Regions from separate parts of the Pan troglodytes genome. Here region 2 is linked to region 1. A link is a contact called in public Hi-C data. All regions are on one chromosome and are shown on one strand. The core of a region is the stretch at or near the end of the contact, and the rest is flanking DNA. Distances in the headings are between cores, read along the strand shown.

The links. Hi-C and Micro-C count contacts between places; a contact is called where the count stands out from the background.
Region 2: a Hi-C map of stem cell-derived neural progenitor cells shows a contact between it and region 1, with 4 times the contacts expected there. The contact joins the promoter of LACTB2 here to the enhancer-like site in region 1. A contact is called at or near these places in 1 of 7 Hi-C or Micro-C datasets (stem cell-derived neural progenitor cells) and 1 of 1 datasets of contacts at active chromatin or transcription factors (stem cell-derived excitatory neurons).

Annotation. Positions count from the first base shown.
Region 1 is chr7:79,167,164-79,171,051 of NHGRI_mPanTro3-v2.0_pri, forward strand. No RefSeq gene overlaps it. Among named protein-coding and RNA genes, the nearest start is that of TRAM1, 77 kb to the right of the region's middle. Within about 2 kb of position 1,933, at least 1 of the 24 cell types and tissues checked has an H3K27ac peak or open chromatin away from gene starts, as enhancers often do. A contact at or near this core is called in stem cell-derived neural progenitor cells, where this site is marked.
Region 2 is chr7:79,304,839-79,308,489 of NHGRI_mPanTro3-v2.0_pri, forward strand. LACTB2 (lactamase beta 2) reads right to left here and starts at 2,008. Exons shown (of 7, transcript XM_016959565.3): 1 at 1,650-2,008. The coding sequence starts at 1,771. It also overlaps a transcript of XKR9 not described here.

The sequences.
Region 1 (3,888 bases), core at 683-3,182:
GTGTTTTACCATGTTGCCCAGGCTGTTGACGAACTCCCGGGCTCAAGCGGTCCGTCCACTTCTGCCTCCCAAAGTGCTGGGATTACAGGCGTGAGCCACCGCGCCTGGCTAGGAATCCATGTTTTAAAAAAATCTCTTCAGGGACTCTGAGCAGCAACCCGAGCTGGGAGTCACAGGTCAGTCCCACCCTCTTCCATGACAGAGCTAGACCTGATTTCCTGCAGGGTGGAGAGACTTTCCAAAGGTCACAGAGCTCCCTAGAAGCTGAGTGAAGCTCAGACTCCTAGGCCACTGTCGTTTCTTCTCTGTGGGGCTCATTTCTCCACCAGATTCCTTGGTCTTGTTTCGATTTTAAAGCCACTGATGAGGGTCTGCACTTCCCTCTTGTGTTTGTAACATGTGATCAGTTCTAACCCAAATTTGGCTGAGCAGTGGATTTGGTAGACTGAAAGAGATGTCCCTCACAAGCTCATGACGCTGGTTTCTAAACAATTCTATATTGTACAGTGCTCTTAGTAAAGAGGAAATTTGTTCTCAGTGGCTCAGTCCTCATCATTCTGCCCAGCAGCTTTTGGCAGAATCTGGTCTTTGAACTAACATCTTCGTATATAATCTGGACCATGGAATAGAAAAATGCCCCTACTTTTGTAAGAGATGCTGGGTGGGAGAAAAATTGGCTGAGAATCTATAAGTCTTCTTTGATAATTTATGGTTGAATTTATGATGATGCAGAAATAAAAGACAAGATGACTGTGTTTAGGAAAATGGAATCTCATTGGTTCTGGGAGACAACTAGTGAATGCCAAGATTTCTCTCCAGTTCTTTCCTTGGGAGCACACATCCCTCGGAATTAGTCACATCCATGTTACTTGCTTTAGCTAACGAAATGTTGGCATAACAATGGGTATCGCTTTAAAAAAATTTTTTTAGCTTTTTTTGTTGTTAACTTTAGCAACCCTATTAACTGAACAACGGGTATCACTTCTACTTGTATTAAATATGTATAAAACTTCTCCATTTTCCATGAACCCTGAAGCCTTCTGTTGATTTCACACAGTGGTAGAACTTTTGTCAACCTGGGCCACCTGGACTCTGATGATCAGAACCCCTCCGCCAATTAGTGTGGGAAATGTAGTGTGAATATGAAAAATAATGTGGCTGGGCATGGTGGGTCACATCTGTAATCCCAGTACTTTGGGAGGCCAAGTGGGGAGGATTGCTTCAGTCCAGGATTTCGAGGCCAGCCTTGGAAACATAGCAAGCCCCATCTCCCAAATACATATATAATTAAAAAATTAGCTGGATGTGGTGGTGCACGTATGTAGTCCCAGCTACTTGGGAGGCTGAGGTGGGAGGATGGCTTGAACCCAGGAGGTGGAGGCTGCAATGAGCCGAGATTGCACCACTGCACTGCAGCCTGGGCAACAGAGTGAGACCCCTTCTCGAAAACAAAACAAAACAAAAAACTACCCCAGACTATTGTTCTACGCCGCTGAGATTTGCTGATTTGTTTACTGCAGCATATTTTAGCTTAATCTGACTAATGCACTGGTCAATAAGAAATATGCATGGGAAACATAACTCAAACCCTGAAATATCATAAAACCGGAAGATCTCAGGGGGCTAGAGTCATCAGAGAAGGCAATCCTGGTCAACTGGAATAATGGGACATAAACTGGATGGGGTTCAGTAGAGAAAAATTCAGGGTTATGCACTTGGAGTTGAAAAGTGAACATGTTCAAAGGCAAGGTGCCAACTACTCAAAGGCAGTTGGCTGGAAAATTGGAAGTATAGCTTTAGTGGACAGCCAGTTGACCGGGAAGAATTGTCACAATCCTGCAGTTCTGTTGATTGAAAAAAATGCAAGCAGAGAACTGTAGCAAATGAAAAGCATGTCTGTATCATGAGGTAATTGTTACATTGCTCTCTGTACTGTCCAGAGCTGTAACAGAGAGCTGGGGCTGGCTCCCGGCTCCATAGTTCAACGGGAATTGAGAGAATGTGGAGAGTTCAGAGCTAAAGCAGAATAGTCATCCTGTGACCAGCAAACAAGGGCTAAAAGACCTAGGATTATTTAGCCTAGAGAGGAGATGCATCAGAGGTGAATTAAGAAGTGCCAGCATTGGACTTAAACTTCAGAACAGCCATTGCATGGAGGATGATGACTGTTTTTTCCCTCTGTTGCCAAGGACACAAAAAGAATGGGCTCATTAAAGTTAAACAAAAGGAAGAATTTCCTGATGCCTAGGGTTGTTTGATACCAGATAGGGTTGGAGATTTTTCTTTGGAGGACTTTGCAAAATCAATATTCTTTTAAATGCAGTAGATTGGCTCTTTCCTGAAGTAAAGGGAGGGAAGGCTGGCAGTCTCCTTTCTACCGTGACCAGGATGGCAGTGGATGATGTTCACTGTGGGACACACTCGATGTGCATACTAAACTAACGTTTTGCACAACTCCCAGCATCCTACGGGCAGCTGTGTTCCTTTCCTTCTTCTCAAGAAAACATATTAGGAAACAAGAGCTACTTGTTGGTGATTAGGATAACCTCAACTCCTCTTTTTTAAAAAGGTAAATGTTTTGTAAATGTCAGTCTTTTAACTATTGCTTGTAAAAATAACTAAATAGCTTGTGATATAATCAGTCAACATTTTTTTTTTGAGATGGAGTCTCACTCTGTTGCCCAGGCTGGAGTGCAGTGGCACAATCTCGGCTCACTGCAACCTCTGCCTCCCGGGTTCAAGCAGTTCTCCTGCCTCAACCTCCTGAGTAGCCAAGATTACAGACGTGCACCACCATGCCCGGCTAATTTTTGCATTTTTAGTAGAGACAGGGTTTCACCATGTTGCCCAGGCTGGTGTCGAACTCCTGACCTCAGGTGATCCTCCTACCTCAGCCTCCCAAAGTGCTAGGATTATAGGTGTGAGCCACCACACCCCACCCCATTCAACATTTCTTTAACAGATAATTCTTGAGTGAGGGGTGTGTGTGTTTGTGTTGGGAGATGTGTAAGGCTGAACCAATTCCTAGTGATGAATGCTGTTATACAGGAAATGTGGCATGCCCTGAGACCCAAGAGAAGGGCTGATAAGCCTGTACCTAGAAGGTATGTGCAAGCTGAGATGCATAGGGTGAGTGGGAGAAAGTTGGCCAACAGGAGACACAGCCGGAAGGCAGGTGGAGCTATGTGTGTGAGGCTTGGAGGCTGGAGGCATATGGAGAAATCAAGAAGTGGAAAGATCTCTGAATATAGATGCTATCATCAGGGCAGAGTGGGAGTGGGTGACAGTAGGAGCCAGGGCTGCTATGTGGGAGGCAGAACACCTGGGGTCACATCGGTCATGTTAGGCTTGGATTTCATCCCAGGAGCATAGTGAGGCCATGGAAGTGTTGATGCAGGGGAAGGACCCTCTCAGGTTTATGTTTCAGAAAGATCATTCTGGCTGCATGTGGAAAATTGATTAGAGAGGCTTTGAAATTAATCTGGCCTAGGTTTAAATCTATGGTCCATGTTATTAATTTTAAGATTTTCAAAAAATTACTTAATCTCACATAATCTCAGTTTCCTCATCTGTAAAACAGGGTAATTATTAGTATGCCTTATCTGGCAGGGTAGCTGTGAGAATAAGTATAAATATTGCATGTAAAGGGCCTGCAGAGTGTCTAATCCCCTGGTGTGGGTGCCCAACAAACACTGGCTCCCTTCTCTGCCAATTCATAGTAAATTTACAAGTGAGAAATGCACTTGCCACAGTACAGAATCAAATACTTTGTTTATTATTTTTCTTTTTTGAGATGGAGTCTCACTCTGTTGCTAGGCTGGAGTGCAGTGGCACGATCTTGGCTCACTGCAACCTCCACCTCCCAGGTTCAAGCGATTCTTGTGCCTC
Region 2 (3,651 bases), core at 758-3,257, 140 kb after region 1:
TCAGAACATCTGACAAGGGGCCAATTAATATTAACTTCTAGCCACCTTTTACTTTACATCTTTTACTTTATACAGTAGCATTATCTACACTTATTTCTAGCTCAACTATATGGACTCTCTAGTTCAACTATATGGAGAAATAATTTACATAGTGCAAGTAATTCCACTGGCCATTCCACTCCATTAATTTACGTGAGCAACAGTGTTAAGTAATTTAAGACGAGAGACTATAAATCTGCTTTTCCCTCAGTTAGTCTTTAAGTCTCTCTTAGCACTAGCACTTTGCTATGTTGAGTGTGATTCTAGTGTTTAAAGATACAGTATGTATTTTTCATACAATATAGCCCCTAAACACAAGCCAATTTCTTCACCTGGTTTTCAAACAGATTCAGCCATCTGTTTCAATGCTGGAAAAAAAGCAGGTTGTGCTGAACTTACTGAGACAATACACTGATCTCCAACATGGTGTTCTTCTAAGAGACTTTCCAGGGTAATTCTGATAATATGCATCTTTTGTCTGAGGTATTGACTAGTTTAAGATAACACACTGTAGAGAGACCGCCTATGGATTTACTTGGTTGAGGGACTTCCAGCCAAGACAGACTGTACCCTAGAGATCTGGCATTTTTCCTGCTTAATTCTCTATCCTCCTAGATTCTGGTGGCAGCCTAAACCTTTGGTAACTACCTGACCCTGCCTTATTTACTCTTAACTTAATCTTTTACCTGCCCACTTTGCAGGTCTGCTGCTTCTAAAATTCTTATTTACTGGAAAAACGCCAAACAGTAGACACTTCCAAGGAAAACTCAATTAACTGTACTTACTAAATCGTTTTTAGTAATCAATTATATTTTAAACATAATTTATGTCTTGACTGCACAATTAAATTCTATGCTCAAGAGAAACTACATTATCTGGGTTCATCCAGTAAAGACTACAAAAGTTGCTAAATGCCTAAGACTTACTATGCAGTAAACCAAATCTCCCATTCCTGCATAATTCCACTAAAACAGAATGCAGCTAAACAAGAGCAAAAGTATCTTCTTAGAAATACAGGTGTGTTACTGTGTCTGCAAATTAAACTCAAACAAGGTCACACACAATTGTAACAAAAAACTTCCCCAAATTACTTATGTCAGCTCCTCTTATGAGCCCACAGGCTGCAGAGAACCAATTTGGAAGCCAGGAGAATCCTGCCCTCTGCTGCTGAGTTGAGGAAATCGCCTCAACATAATTAATCGCTTTTGAGAAGGGAAGTTACACTCTGGGCAAAACACCAGTGAAAGTCAAGTGAGCAAAGTAAACGCTTTCTTGGACTCTTGACATCCGAATTTTCTCAACAGTTTAAACACGCACACCCTGGCATTCAAACATCAAGAACAGTAAATCGGGTTTCAAAACAGAAGTTGGTTTTTTTTTTTTTTTTCCATTTCTCCCTAAATTAGAGAGCTATCACCTGGGGTGGTCGTATTTTAGCTAGCTTCGAGATCTGAGTGTCTGCGTGCAGTCTCGACGGGGCTGCTAGGCGCGGGGCTGCCCAGCTAGGGACAGGACGCGGCGCTCCCCACTGCCCGCGCAGCCGCGATCAGTCAAAGCCCGGGCTCCGGGGCCGGCTGCGAACGTTGGGGAGGTTGGAGAGGGACGTTTACCTGGGGCCGGTCCCCACTAGGTAGGTGTTGGTGCCTTGGAGGGTCATGGGACCCGGGTTACAGCCCAACACACGCACGACTCGATTGGACAGCCGCTCGACGCGCTGCAGTACAGCAGCCATTCCCGCCTCAGCCGCCCGCCGGCGTGTCGCCTATCTGGATACTCCAGCGCGGAAGAAGCCAACAGGCCGGGGATAGCGAGTAGCGTCCACGTGATGCCTCGCAACCCGGGAGGGAGGGGATTGGCCAGCGGCTGGTCCAAGTGTCATGTGACACCGCGGGCGAGCCGGGGCGGGGATCCGGCAGCTCGGCCGGGGGGTGGGGTGGGGGCGGTGCGGAACCAGAGGTCACGTGACGCCGCGCGGGCTGCGCGGGCAGTGGTGGGAAGGCTGGCGCGAGGCGTGAGGTGGCGTGAGGCGAAGCTGGAATCTGCCTCTGTCACGGGGGCTGGTGCCTCACGGGTTTGTGTCCTAGACAGGCGAGTGGATCCAAGTGGGCGAGAGACATTTTAATCTGGAAGAGTCTTGTGATTTGGGAGACAGGTTTGGTAACCGTTCGTTATTCAGTAATAAATCTCAGGAAGGATTGCCAGATTTTTAGGCAGTGGCTCTCTCTGTGTGTGTGTGTGTGTGTGTGTGTGTGTGTGTGTGTGTGTGTGTAGTAGTAGTAGTAGCCTGTTCATCTTTTTTTTTTTTGAGACGAAGTCTCGGTCTGTCGCCCAGGCTGGAGTGCAGTGGCGCGATTTCGGCTCACTGCAAGCTCCGCCTTCCGGGTTCACGCCATCCTCCTGCCTCGGCCTCCCGAGTAGCTGGGACTATAGGCGCCCGCCACCACGCCCGGCTAATTTTTTGTATTTTTAGTAGAGACGGGGTTTCATTGTGTTAGCCAGGAAGGTCTTGATCTCCTGACCTCGTGATCCGCCCGCCTCGGCCTCCCAAAGTGCTGGGATTACAGGCGTGAGCTACCGCGCCGGGCCAGCCTGTTCATCTTTTATAATAAATAGTGGTAAGACATATTTACTTAGTACTTCCTACTATGCCTAAGTGCTTTCTACAAACATCCGACTTAACGCCCTTAATCCTCAGAACATTATTAAGAGGTGGACACTATTTTTGTTACAAATGAAAAACGGGGATTGGGCGGCTGCCCAGATGACAGAGTCTGCGTGTGCGGCCTTGCTCCTACCTGCCTCGCACTAACACTTGTCCCCCTCAGTGAGATTCAAGGAGCATGCCTCTGCTTGCCAGTGTTACCCGCCTGCCCAGAGAGCTAGGCTGGTCTTGTGGAGCCGTTTTGTGCCCAAGATGGAAGGGACTCATTTTCTCTGTAACAAGTCGGTTTCTAATCAGCCAAGTATTAACTATCCAGTGTTAACTACAGCTTCCCATAAAAAAAGTTGAGTTATAAATTACTTAAAAGAAAATACACAGATCCTGTAGACAGTTCCATCGAGTTATGACAATTGTATGTAATCACTGCCCCAAAGAGATGTAGAACATATCCACTGTAGCAGCCCACTCTTTTTTTTTTTTTTAAAGGTGAGAAATTGACACATACAGTGCTTGGTGGCTTTTTTTTTTCCAGATATTTCTGATGAAGAAAACGATATGCTCTTACCTATTTTATGAATCAGCAGCATAGTGTATCAGAGTGGCTAATGACATCTGCTTTGTGTGTGAGAAATGTCTTTGCCTTGTTTCACACAGTTGTACTTTTAATGGAAAAATATTCAAAAAATCATCGCTGAAATAATCATATAAGTTATCCCTTGTTGCAATGGGAAGTTAAACAGTATACCCTTCAAAAAAATACTTAAAGTAACCAAATCTCCTACATCAGGCATTTCAATCTGTCAATATGTATTTATCATAGCCATCAATTAATGGCTATTCAGGCAGGAAGCTATGCACATCTTCCCTTTTTAAGAACTCTGCTGGAAAGTCAGTGAACCCTGGAGAAGAGGATGGAACAGTAATTTCTGGACCAGATTCCTGAGAATCTG